Regions from separate parts of the Muntiacus reevesi genome. Here region 1 is linked to region 2. The links are chromatin contacts, called in public Hi-C maps. All regions are on one chromosome and are shown on one strand. Each heading gives the region's core, a stretch centred on a gene start, on an enhancer-like site or on the middle of the called end of the contact. The rest is flanking DNA. Distances are from core to core; before and after follow the strand shown. Region 1 holds the start of RASGEF1B (RasGEF domain family member 1B). Region 2 holds the start of HNRNPD (heterogeneous nuclear ribonucleoprotein D).

Region 1 (5,705 bases), core at 2,237-4,736, 850 kb before region 2:
TTGACTGCAAGTTCTTGAAAAATTACCCTTATTCGCACCCCTCCTCCATTCTTCCCTTTAAGATAAATAGAAGGATATTTTGCTCTCTATAAAGCGCTTTCCTTTCTTACAAGACTAACTTGTGCTTTCTCTGTGTTACAGTAATTTTCATACCAGGGTTTCCTAATAAAATATGAATCAACTGAATGACTTCTAGACATAGACATACCTTGAAACAAAATAATATACAGACCTAAGAAAAAATGACTGGTCAAAAGATTGGTTTTAAGATGATTGGTTTTAACAGTAACACTAATTATAAGGTCAAAAAATTTTCCTCTTTCAGCCTTCTTGAAAACTAGCATTTTTAAAAACACTTGTAGGAGAAAAACAAAAGGCAGTTCAGGCGAATAATAAATGTCTACATAATTTTCATCAATAAGAAATTTCACTCTCCTGTCTTCATTTTTGTGTACCCAGAAAGTAGCTGAACATCTAACCACAGATCATTACTTCAGCCTTCATTCTTTCACAGCCAATAAATGGTGCAAATGAATGAAGTGATAGTATAGCAAAATAAGTCAGCAAACACAGAGCTAAAAGAGACTCATAAATCATTTAGTTCGACAACTCATCAATTTCACAGATATTGCAGGCATAGAGAGAGAGGGAGTGACTTGTTAGGGCTCCAGACTGATTAGAACCCTAGTCTCTATTTCCAAGGCAGAAACTGCCTACAGCACTTGGCTACATCTGTCATTCTAGAATAAGAGGGCTGCACAAATCTAATTTTTATCAATTTAACTGCAAACCCAAAAGTACAACTGAAGGGGAGGTAACATCTGAATTCAACCACTAAAGACAAAAACCTCATCAATCTTAAGCAGTATTTTCAATAGTACAGTTTGTCTCCTTACGACTACATGAAATGTTATAATGGCTTTTCCATTTATTATCTGTGGCATCAGAATCAAGATTCTAAGTCCCCACTTTAGAGATTCCAGATTCTTCTCCCAAGGAAGGGAAGATACCCTTATTTCCTCATCTCCTGTCCAAGCAGATACTCTCTCTGGGGTCATCCGAATGCTCCTCCAAAGTCCGATTCTTCCAGGCCACCTCTGGAGGCTGATGAAGTTGAACCCACCTTTACCTGTGCTGTATTAGGTACCTTACCAACATAGACCATCGCCTAGCTTTGCCCTTTCAATTTTCTTAACCATTTCTCTTTTCTCCTAGAGTGGTGTTATTTGATTTTTTTTTTTTTTTTTTTGGTCTATTGTAGCTTATTAGCTAGTAGGTAATTTTAGACTGTAAGAATGCAGTGTTAGTAATAATATGAGAAATGTGAATTATGATAAATAATATTTAAATATTTAATATATGGATGAGAATAAATTAAATTTAGAAAACAATAAATATAAATGGTTTATGAGTTTCTATTCCAAAAGTCAGTATGATCTCAAGCATCAGATTAAGTGTCTAGTGGAGCATATAAAATAGAGCAAGACTGAAAATGCACCAAGGGTGAGATAAATTGTAAGACTTTAATAGTCCATTAGACCACTGTAAAGTACTAGACTTAGTAGCCAGAAATGTTGCCACCTCTAGGAAAACAAAGGATTGACCAACATGTAGTAGCAGAATGCCAACAAGAAGCTTGCTAATCAGTAGCTGATCATCTCCACTTTTTGCCTGAAAGGCATAACAGAGCATCAACTATGAACCCTGATTTCTGTCAAAAATGCCCCAGGTCCTCCCTGACCCAACCCCCACCCTCCTCCTCCCCCAAATAAAATAACCATTAATAATAGGATCCAACAAGCTGCCACACTTTTTAATCTGTTACGAAAATCTCAACAGCCAAGCATTTTTATTTTTATTTCCTTTTAGAAGTCACTTCTACATTTGTCCTAAACCTCACCTGACTAGTTGTTTTCCTCCCAAATCTCTGATCAGGCATATACTCTGGTGAACTGTAACCTCCCTGTTTCTTAGCCTAGGCTTATCACCATGGTCTATGTTTTAAATTAAGACACAGCCATCACATGCTAAGCTCTAGCCGCTGTCTTCAGAAGGAAAGAATAATTATTCACCCCATCTGAGTCTGACTGTACCAGACATTAATCAAGAGGGCAAAAGCCTGATCCCTGAACTCTTCCCCTTTATGCACCCAGTTCAGAGACCCTCCCAGGCCATCAGAGATCATCGAGGTCTAAATATAGATCTACGCGCTCCAGCAGTCCCTGACCACCGTCACATGGTGCTGCTGACGAAGGACTCCTTGGAGACGCTTTCGACCCAAACACACGTACACAAATTTGTGTGCATATCTATCCATATACACTATACCCACCGAATTGGTTAGCAAAGATGGGCATATCCATCCACTCAGAAAAGAGGGTCGCTCCCTAGAGATGCCCTCTTGGTACACTTGCGCCTCTCTGCACTGTCAGAGGACTTAGCTACGTTGCTCTCGACTGACCTGCGCGGATCACGTTGGGGTAAGGTGGGAATCAATACTCCAGTGGTACGTAGACAGACAGACACACCCACGTACCCTCCAGCCCCCCTGTTCGGCTTTTTCTCAGGAACAGCACTGAAGTTTCCACGGTTCCCCCAGAAAGGAGCCTCCCTCCCGCCAGCAGCCCGCGAGGCTCCCAGGTACCCACAGTTCAGATTACTATCTCCCAGCCAGGTGACCCGAGACGACTCACCTGAGCTCAGGCAAGAGCAAGGGGACACTCTGTCCCAAGTAGCCAGCTAAACGGAGGAATTAAAGAATATCACCGTGTCAGTGGTGAGCACATGACTTCTGTTCCCTTGTCTCTTCTAAGAGTCAGACCTTAGATTTTAAGGCTCCGACACCAATAATAAACAGCACCCCTCCCCCCCCCACCCACGCACGAAAAGTAGCCAAGAAGTAGAAGGAAACAACCTAGGAAGGGAGAAGAGGATGAAGAAAGGATGAACAGCGACTAGGACTCGGACAGATCCTTAAAAACTGTACCAAGATCTCGAGACAGAAGGCCTGGCTGTGGGATCCGGTTGAGAGAAACCAGGCAAAAACCTAAGCCTGTCCCTTCCTGGACCCCATCGGCTTGGGTCCCGCACCTGTTGACACCGTGACCGCTCCCAGGGTGGCCCCAGACGCCCTCGGCGGCCAGGCAGGAGAACTCCCCACTCCACTCGCTTTTGCGGAACGCTCTGCACCAAGAGCCCTCGCTCGCCTGGCTCTCCCGCCGCCTCCAGGGGCACCGACGGCCGGAGCGAGTCCGAGAGACTGGGAGAGGGCAGCGCGCAGCAGGGTCGCGCGTTCCCGCAGCCCGGCTCTGGTTTCGCCCGGGAGAACTACTGATCAGGAAACCACTCACCTGCAGATGGACCCCGCGTCCTCGGCTTTCCGATTGTGTGCCCACCAACGCAACCAAAGGACAGGGAGCGAAAGCGCGCGGGAAGAAAGGGGGGGAAAAAAACACCCAACTCTGTCCAACCAGTCCGGTGCCTTGTTTATACTGAAACTACGGCCGCGGCCGGGGCGCACACCCACTTGGCTCCGAGGGCCCGCCCCCGCCGGCAGCCCCGCCCCGCGCCCGTCCTCACGGGCCAATCACGGCGAAGATCCCCGCCCACTCCGCCACCGCCCCCGGCGCCCGGGCCCCGCCCACGCGTCCCCAGGGGCCCGGGACTCCAGCAGCGAGGTTGCCTCGGTGACCTCCCACGCTGCGGAGGCCGGCGGAGCCCGGCGCCGCAGTGTTTACCGACGCTGGTTCGGCTCGCTCGGACGGCGTGCGCTTCCTCCCAAGTGCACCTGCCGAAGGCTGTTTGTGCAGTCATGTGTGTGCCTGTGTGTGTTCGTCTACTTGTGTAAATACCGGCCCGACTTGTTATACCGTCTCTGTTAACATAATTATGAGCTAGAGGTTACTGTCCGTGTAACTTTCAGAAGAGAGCGGAGAGAAACCACAAGAACATTCGCTCAGCAAATATTTACGGAAAGCCTGAGTGCTAGAGTTGTGCCAAACGCTGGGGGCACACTCCGGGTTGGTCCCTGCCATTATGAAGCTTACAGTCTAGTGGAGGACAAACATTCAGAAAATCGTCACCCGAACAAAACGTAAAATTGAGGCTGTTACAAGTGCCAGAATGAAAGGGAACTGTGCTGTGAAATAGGATTCTGGAGGCAAATGTCTTGCTGTCATGGTAACCTCATACTTTATCATTGGATACTTGATAACTATTTTAGAAAAAGAGGTAAAACCCCCAGTACTTCGCCTTGTATGAAGAAAAAGAGCCTGGAGGGAAGAAAAGATGAAAAATAGGGGAAGGAAGAGATGCAAGAAAAGAACAAAATCTTAAAGCATCAGGAGATACTTGTGTATGTATGGCTGAGTCCCTTTCTGTCTACCTGAAACTATTGCAACATTGTTAATTGGCTATATGAAGTGAAGTGAAGTGAAAGTAGCTCAGTCCCGTCTACTCTTTGCCACCCCATGGACTGTAGCTTGCCAGGCTCCTCTGTCCATGAAATTCTCCAGGTCAGAGTACTAGAGTGGGTAGCCATTCCCTTCTCCAGGGCACCTTCCTAACCCAGGGATCAAACCCAGGTCTCGATTGCAGGCGGTAGGCAAGGAGGGTTCAGCTGAGAACTGGGCCTAGAGGCATGGCCAGGGTAAGATACAGGGAACGCCACCTGTGGATGGGGAAGCAGGCACGGGGGTGCCCCTCAGACACATGGCTCCAGTCTGAGCCACCAGGGAAACCGAATTGGCTACATGCTCCAATACAATATAAAAAGCTAAAACACACACACACACACATCAACAGACTCTCTTGCCTGCTATGTGACCTTGGATAAGTAAAGCAGCTTTTCTGAGCTTCCGTTTTCCCATGTATAAAACAACACTATTCATACCTGGCCTATAGGACTATAAATAGGATTACTGGGATGGAGGAACTTTTTTTGTCTCTGTGCCATCTTCCCTCCCTCCCTCTTCCTTCCTGGGATGGAAACAGTGCTCTTGAAGTTCACCTTGCCTATGCTTAGTTCATCCCTCCCCTCAGCTTCTTCATCGGTGCCTTCTGGGGCTTCTCTTTCACTAATTATACTCCATCCGTCTCTTCTACAAATGGGTCTCCCCCACCTTCCCACCCCCCTCCACTCCCATCCCCCCCTCCTCCAGGAAGCCACTCTCACGTATCTGAGCTTCTCTACAGTTTAAAGAAGGAGCCATAAGGCCAAGACATCTTGGCATGGCCAGGTAGCTATTCCGAGTAAAGCACCAGGCTTGGGTGGCCCAGCTCTGTTGTGGTTGTGCTGGTTGGCTAGTCTTTCGAGCTCAGTTCTCCACCCTGATTCTGTGGCAAACAAGCCATAAGAGGTTGGGCAAGTCATTTCCAATCTTGAGGTTCCTGCTCCTGTAGCAATAAATAAGAGTTGGACTAAATCATGATTTCTTAATGGAAGTGTTCGGCATCCTTTGTAGCCTCCGGATATACCCACCAGCCCAAAAGATTTGCCTAGTTTTACATTCTGCAGTTTTTCTTTCTTCCATCCAAATAAAAGATGTTTGTTTTAATTTCTCAAAAATCTAAAATAGATACTATGATACTATTGATTCGGTGCTTTTCCAAACCACATTCCTGCTCCCCATTCTGGCTCATCCCCCCAGGCCTCTTCCAGCTCTCTGTGTGAGAGTAACACATAAGGACACTGCTCCAGAGTTAGG
Region 2 (5,728 bases), core at 419-2,918:
TGCGTTCTAATAAATACTATGCAGCTTTAAGTAATACACACAACGTATTCCAAATGGAGCAAACAACTTACTAGTTAAAAACCTGCAAAAAAAAAAAAAAAGCCATAGCACAATACAGGATTTGTTCGTTTTATGAAAAAAGGCTGGTGGGCCTCCTCTAACTTAAGTGGGTGAGAGCGGGAAGGAGAAATCAAGAGAGACCAAAAAGAGGATCCCGGGCACAGGGTGGGTTGTAAAAACTGAAAACCGCCCAGAAGAGGTAAGGTAAATGTACAATCTGTACCAACAGTCGGGGAATCCAATAGCCGAGGGCGCGAAAAAGGTGCGCGGTTAGAATAACTCAGCGGGGTGGGGGAAGGGCAGCCTGCAGGCCAGAGGTAGAACAGCTCCAGTCAGGCGCAGGCCCGCCGACCAGGAACTTCAGGAAAGCCCTGGCAGCAAAACCAACGTACCAACAGGCGATCGGGCAATTTTACCGGGCCCACTGGGTTTCGTAAAGCTAAAAAGTAGGGACTATGTGAGCAAGCCGTTGGGCGATGGTGCATAGAGAAAAAAGGCGAAGATCGAGGCGAAACTTACTCAAAATACTTAAAAAAAAAAAAAAATTCGGCCTGAAGCCGAGACGGGAGAGGAGCAGAGCTGGACAGCCTACACATTCCCCGAAGCATGTGTTTTGAGAAGAAAAGCATCGTCTCGGGATGCTGCAGTGAGAAGCACCCAATAACCCTTAGGTGTCCAGGCATACAAGCTTTTCTGTCTGATTGCGTTTTTTATGCCCAGGACTTTTAAGAAAACTGGGCAGCGAGAAGACATCGGGGCTAGAAAAAAGGTTACCCACTCGACAGGCGGGAAAAAATTCCGGCGGCTAAGTCGGTGGGAGGAGATCCGAGGCGAGGGAGGAAAGGAGGGCGGGCCGGGGAGCAGCATGGTGACGGCTAAAGGTGGAAACGTGTGTGATGGGGGAGGGGGCGATTAGCAGGCTGGGGGGAGAAGGAAATGAAAGCCCCGGGGAGACCAGGATAGAGAAGGGGAGCACAGTGCAGAGGCTGCACGGACGCCTGGAGGACGGGCGGAGAGCGGGAACGAGGCCTAATGGCGGGGGGGTAGGGAGGGGGAGGGGGGATAGTTGGGCCTGACTATCCCGGGCCGCCCCTTACTCACCCTTCATCCTCCTCGTTCTTACTGGCATCGATCTTCGCCCCCTCCGACTCGGCGCTGCTCCCTTCGGTGCCGCCGGCCGCGGTTCCGCCCCCGGTCCCGGCTCCACTTCCCGCCGCCGCCGCTGCCCCCTGCGCCGCCGCCACCATGGCTCCCTCCTGCTCGCCCGCCGAGCCGCCTACCGCCGTTGTTGCCGCCGCCGCCGCCCCGTCCCCTCCGAACTGCTCCTCCGACATGGTGTTACTGCCTCCGCCGCCGCCGAGACTACACCCTCCGCTGCCGCGAACCGAAACCAGCAGCAAAGTAATCCCCGCCGCCACCGCCGCGCGCCCGCTCTACCGCGCGAAGCACACAACAAGGCAGAGAAGGCGCGCGTGGCTGCAAAGGCTCCCGCGCCTCTCCCTGGCCTGCCCCCCTCGCCTCCCACTCTCGCGTGGCGCGCACTCCCGCTCTCGCCCGCTGCACTAAAAAAGAATAAGCAGCGGCGGCCGCTCTTGCCTCCTCCTCGCTTTAATGGCGCCGCCGCGGACCACCTAAAATGGCCGACGGAAGAACGGCGCGTCCCGGTCACGTGACGCGCGAGCGCGCCCTTTGCACCTCCCCCGCCCCCTTTACCGCTAGTTTTCTTCTTCCCCCCCTTCCTCTTCGGTCCCGCCCTCTCGCTCCCTTTTATACCTTCCTCGCACGCGCAGCACCGCGCAGCGTGGGGCCTTTAAAAGGAACCGGAAATGGCGTTCGATAAGACGGCCGCGCGGGGACCATCGAGAACAAGGAGCGCTGTTTCAAAGGCGCGGCTAGAGGGGCCCCTTCCTCCGCCCCCGCTTTTCCGAGAGTTCCTGGGCGACTCTCCCAGCAGCCCCTCCCGCACAGCCCAGCTGCGGGCGGGAGGCGAGGCGTCGGGCCGGGGTGTGGTAGCACCTCCCGGAAGGCAGCTGTGCCCTGTGCGCCTGCGGATTTGGGGTGGGGGAGGGGAGGCGCGCAGCCGGCGGCTCCCTGGGTGGCAGCGGTGCCCGCCAGGAAAGGGAGTCGGCCCAGAGCTCTCGACCCCGTCCCGCGGGCTCCCGGGGACGCCTGGGTGGGGGTGGCCTGAGCGAGGCGCCCCCCGGCTGGCCGCGCGCGGGCACGGACTGCGGCAGCTCCTCCAGCCGCCGTAGTCGCTGGCGACCGGGTGACATTTTGAGGGTTCCCCGGCTGCCCCTGCTTCCCAACCCGTGACGGGCCGGCTGAGGTTGACGATCAGGGCTGCTTGCCTTTTAAGATGTACTTTCCAAATAAGATACTTGCTTGCCTGCTTTTCTTCTGAAATTTTCGCCAGAAGTAGGTAACTTACGTATCCTAAGGGACGGGGTGGTTTTGCTTTGCTATCATTGAGGATCCTGAAACCTGCCACGATTCTTTGAAAATGCTAGGAGTTGGGAAGTGTGTCAAATCAACCAAGGGTTCATTTAATGTTAATGTTATTTAGCATTTGTGCTATAGAGAGTTTATAAATGCTGTGAGTCATCTTTACAAGGTTTCTCGGTGTGTTGTGGACTAGGGGAGTTTTTTTGTTGTTGTTAAACACCGCTCGGAGTGTTATGCTGGTAACAGTCAAGTTCTTTAATAGACCTATGAGAAATCCCAAGCGCCTTGACTGGAAGCTGGTTTATTAGGGCTTTGCGATTTGCAGCTTCTTGCGATTACATCTAGAAGAAGACGAAGATTTTAGGTACTTCTTTAGTCAACAAGTGATTATTTGCATGTTTAGCGTGTGCCTAGGCGCTGGAGAAACGAAGACTAGTGTGAAGTATAGCTAAGAACTCTGAAGAGTTTAAATATTTGTTTTCCATTTTGTAATTAAATGAATTTGTATTAACACCATCCAGAATTCTCAAAGGAAGACTAAAAACTTTTCTTTTCCTTAATAATTAGTCAAGTTAGAAATAGCGTTACAGAATAATTAAAACCCAAGACTACGGATCAATTTCTGAAAACGTCTTAAACATATAATCTTACTGAAATATATTAAGAAGTCATACCCAGGCAATGCCAAGAATATGCATCTTTGATCAGGTGGTAATGACTTCAGGTCCGTCTCCACCTGTCGAAATAGTAGCCAAGGGACTTCCTGCTGGTTCAGTGGTTAAGATGCATTTCCACTGCCGCGGGTGGTGGGGGAGGGGGTGTGGAATTAAATTCCTAGTCAGAGAGCTAAAATCCCAGATGCCCAGCCATATGGGCCAAAAAAATAAAAGTAGCCAAGAAGAAAGTGAGTCTTGTGCTCAAACCAAATATTCCAATTTAGAGATGACTAAGAAGATGATCTGAAGGGGGTGTCTTTTGAATCTCTTCTGTCTAAAAGAGAGGATTCTTTTGCTCTTCAGACAACTTAATCACGTGCCTGCCTTTTATTAAAAACTCCCAAAAGGTTTATTTTAATTCACACATAGCCCTGTCGCTTCTGGACTTCTTGGTGGTTTAGTTGCTAAGTGGTGTCTGACTCGTGATCCCATGGACTTGTAGCCCGCAAGGCTGCTTTGTCCGTGGGATTCTCCAGGCAAGAATACTGGAGTGGGTTTCCATTTCCTTCTCAAGGAGTTCTTGGCAGTTTATATTAAAAATTCCAGGAAACCTAGGAGTGATTTTAAAGCTAACACTTTTACTATGTGTTATGTGAGTATATATGATGCCTTAGAACTCATATCCCTACGTATTGTGGTCCAGATCTCTGCATCTTATGCTCCCACATCCACCCAACATTCCTCTTAGAACTCATTTAACTTCAACCCTAGTTCTCTAATGTTCGTTATCTGCCTAGTAAAACTCCTATTTGTCCTTCAAAACTCCAATTAAATGTTTCTACTTCTGTGAATCCTTCCCAGACTACCTGAGGTAGAATTAATCATATATTGTCACAATCTTTATCTTTTCTTCTGTTTTTCTAAATATGTGATTTTACTAGACCTTGAGTTTCTGGAAAGTAAAGATATGTGTTCTAAACATCCTTCCTCCCTTATGCCCATATGCACACATAGTAAACTCACTGCTGGTTGAATTATTGAATGACAACTTAGCTTTAGGATGTTTTGAGTAAACTAGGTATTCTTCCAGAGATTTAAAAGTCTCTTACTACCATCTCACTGGTTTTTCCAGTGGTCATGTATGAATGTGAAAGTTGGACTATAAAGAAAACTGAGCACCAAAGAATTGATGCTTTTGAACTGTGGTGTTGGAGAAGACTCTTGAGACCCCCTTGGACTGCAAGGAGATCCAACCAGTCCATCCTAAAGGAGATCAGTCCTGGGTGTTCATTGATAGGACTGATGTTGCAGCTGAAACTCCAATATTTTGGCCACCTCATGCAAAGAACTGACTCATTTGAAAAGACCCTGTATATAAATAGATAATTTTTTTTTTTTTTAATGTAAAGACCCTGATGCTGGGAAAGATTGAAGGCAGGAGGAGAAGGGGACGACAGAGGATGAGATGGTTGGATGGCATCACCAACTCAGTGGACATGGGTTTGGGTGAACTCCGGGAGTTGGTGATAAACAGGGAGGCCTGGCGTGCTGCGGTTCATGGGGTTGCAAAGAGTCGGACACGCCTGAGCAACTGAACTGAACCATCTCACTTAATCTCTGCCATAAAATCATTTCCTCAAACCACTTGCTGATGTGTGAAATTTCTTTTTTTTTTTTTCTGACGTGTGACATTTCTTAAGAGGGAAAAACCAAATTTGTATTCTATAGTCATTGGTAAGAGTTTAATATTTAAGTGGCTGAAGATTGTGTACTGGCAGTATGTTAGACTGGTGCCAACCCTGCGGAAAACTAGTATCCCCTCTCCGTGTTGACATCAGAAATTCCATGCCTCAGGAGGTTCCCAGTGTTTCAGATAACACACAAATGCTAGAGCCTGGTTGCAATCAGCATTTATGAAGCAAAACCTGCAGTACTTATGAAAGGCAGAGTTCATTTGAGATTTTAAACAAATCACTTTTGTCCAGAACAGGATATACACACTTAAGTCAAGAAATCAGTTTTAATGTAATAAATACACTCTACAGTTTAGGATTCCATGTTTTCACCACCCTGGCCCAGGTTCAGTTCCTGGCAGGAAACAGATCCTGCAAGCTGTGTGGCATGGCCAAAAAATTTTAAAAATAAATAAGTACACTCTACAAATGGAGTAAGCAAATTTGTGCTTAGAAGTGGAATACACATTCCATTCAACAACCTAGAATAAACTGTCCAGAAGAAAATGCAAGAAGAACCTGTTTCTCATGCAAGGTACACAGTTGAGCCTCTTCTGCATCCATGTTAAACTCACTTGCAGGACAGCCTCAGGAGGATTTAAGCTTTTTCTTAAAGAATTAGCTTATGATTTTAGGTGAAGTAACCATTTGCCAAAAAAGTGAACATTCGCAATCATCATTCTTAGTTACCAGGAAGCTCTTTCACTTAGAAAAAATAGAGTCCCTGTCATTGTGAACTGTCAGATTTTAACAAGTCTGTCATAGAGTTTGAGTTATGCTTGACCACAGAGATGTCAGTAGGGTGCCTTTTAATTCAGTTAAAACCTAGCTCAAAAA

Evidence for each region. A called contact is a pair of places that touch in the nucleus more often than the background predicts.
Region 1: a Hi-C map of muscle shows a contact between it and region 2, with 4 times the contacts expected there. The contact joins the promoter of RASGEF1B here to the promoter of HNRNPD in region 2. A contact is called at or near these places in 2 of 3 Hi-C or Micro-C datasets (blood and muscle).

What each region holds. Positions count from the first base shown.
Region 1 is chr22:20,109,144-20,114,848 of mMunRee1.1, reverse strand. RASGEF1B (RasGEF domain family member 1B) reads right to left here and starts at 3,486. Exons shown (of 14, transcript XM_065914477.1): 1 at 3,351-3,486.
Region 2 is chr22:19,261,332-19,267,059 of mMunRee1.1, reverse strand. HNRNPD (heterogeneous nuclear ribonucleoprotein D) reads right to left here and starts at 1,668. Exons shown (of 9, transcript XR_010660271.1): 1 at 1,162-1,668.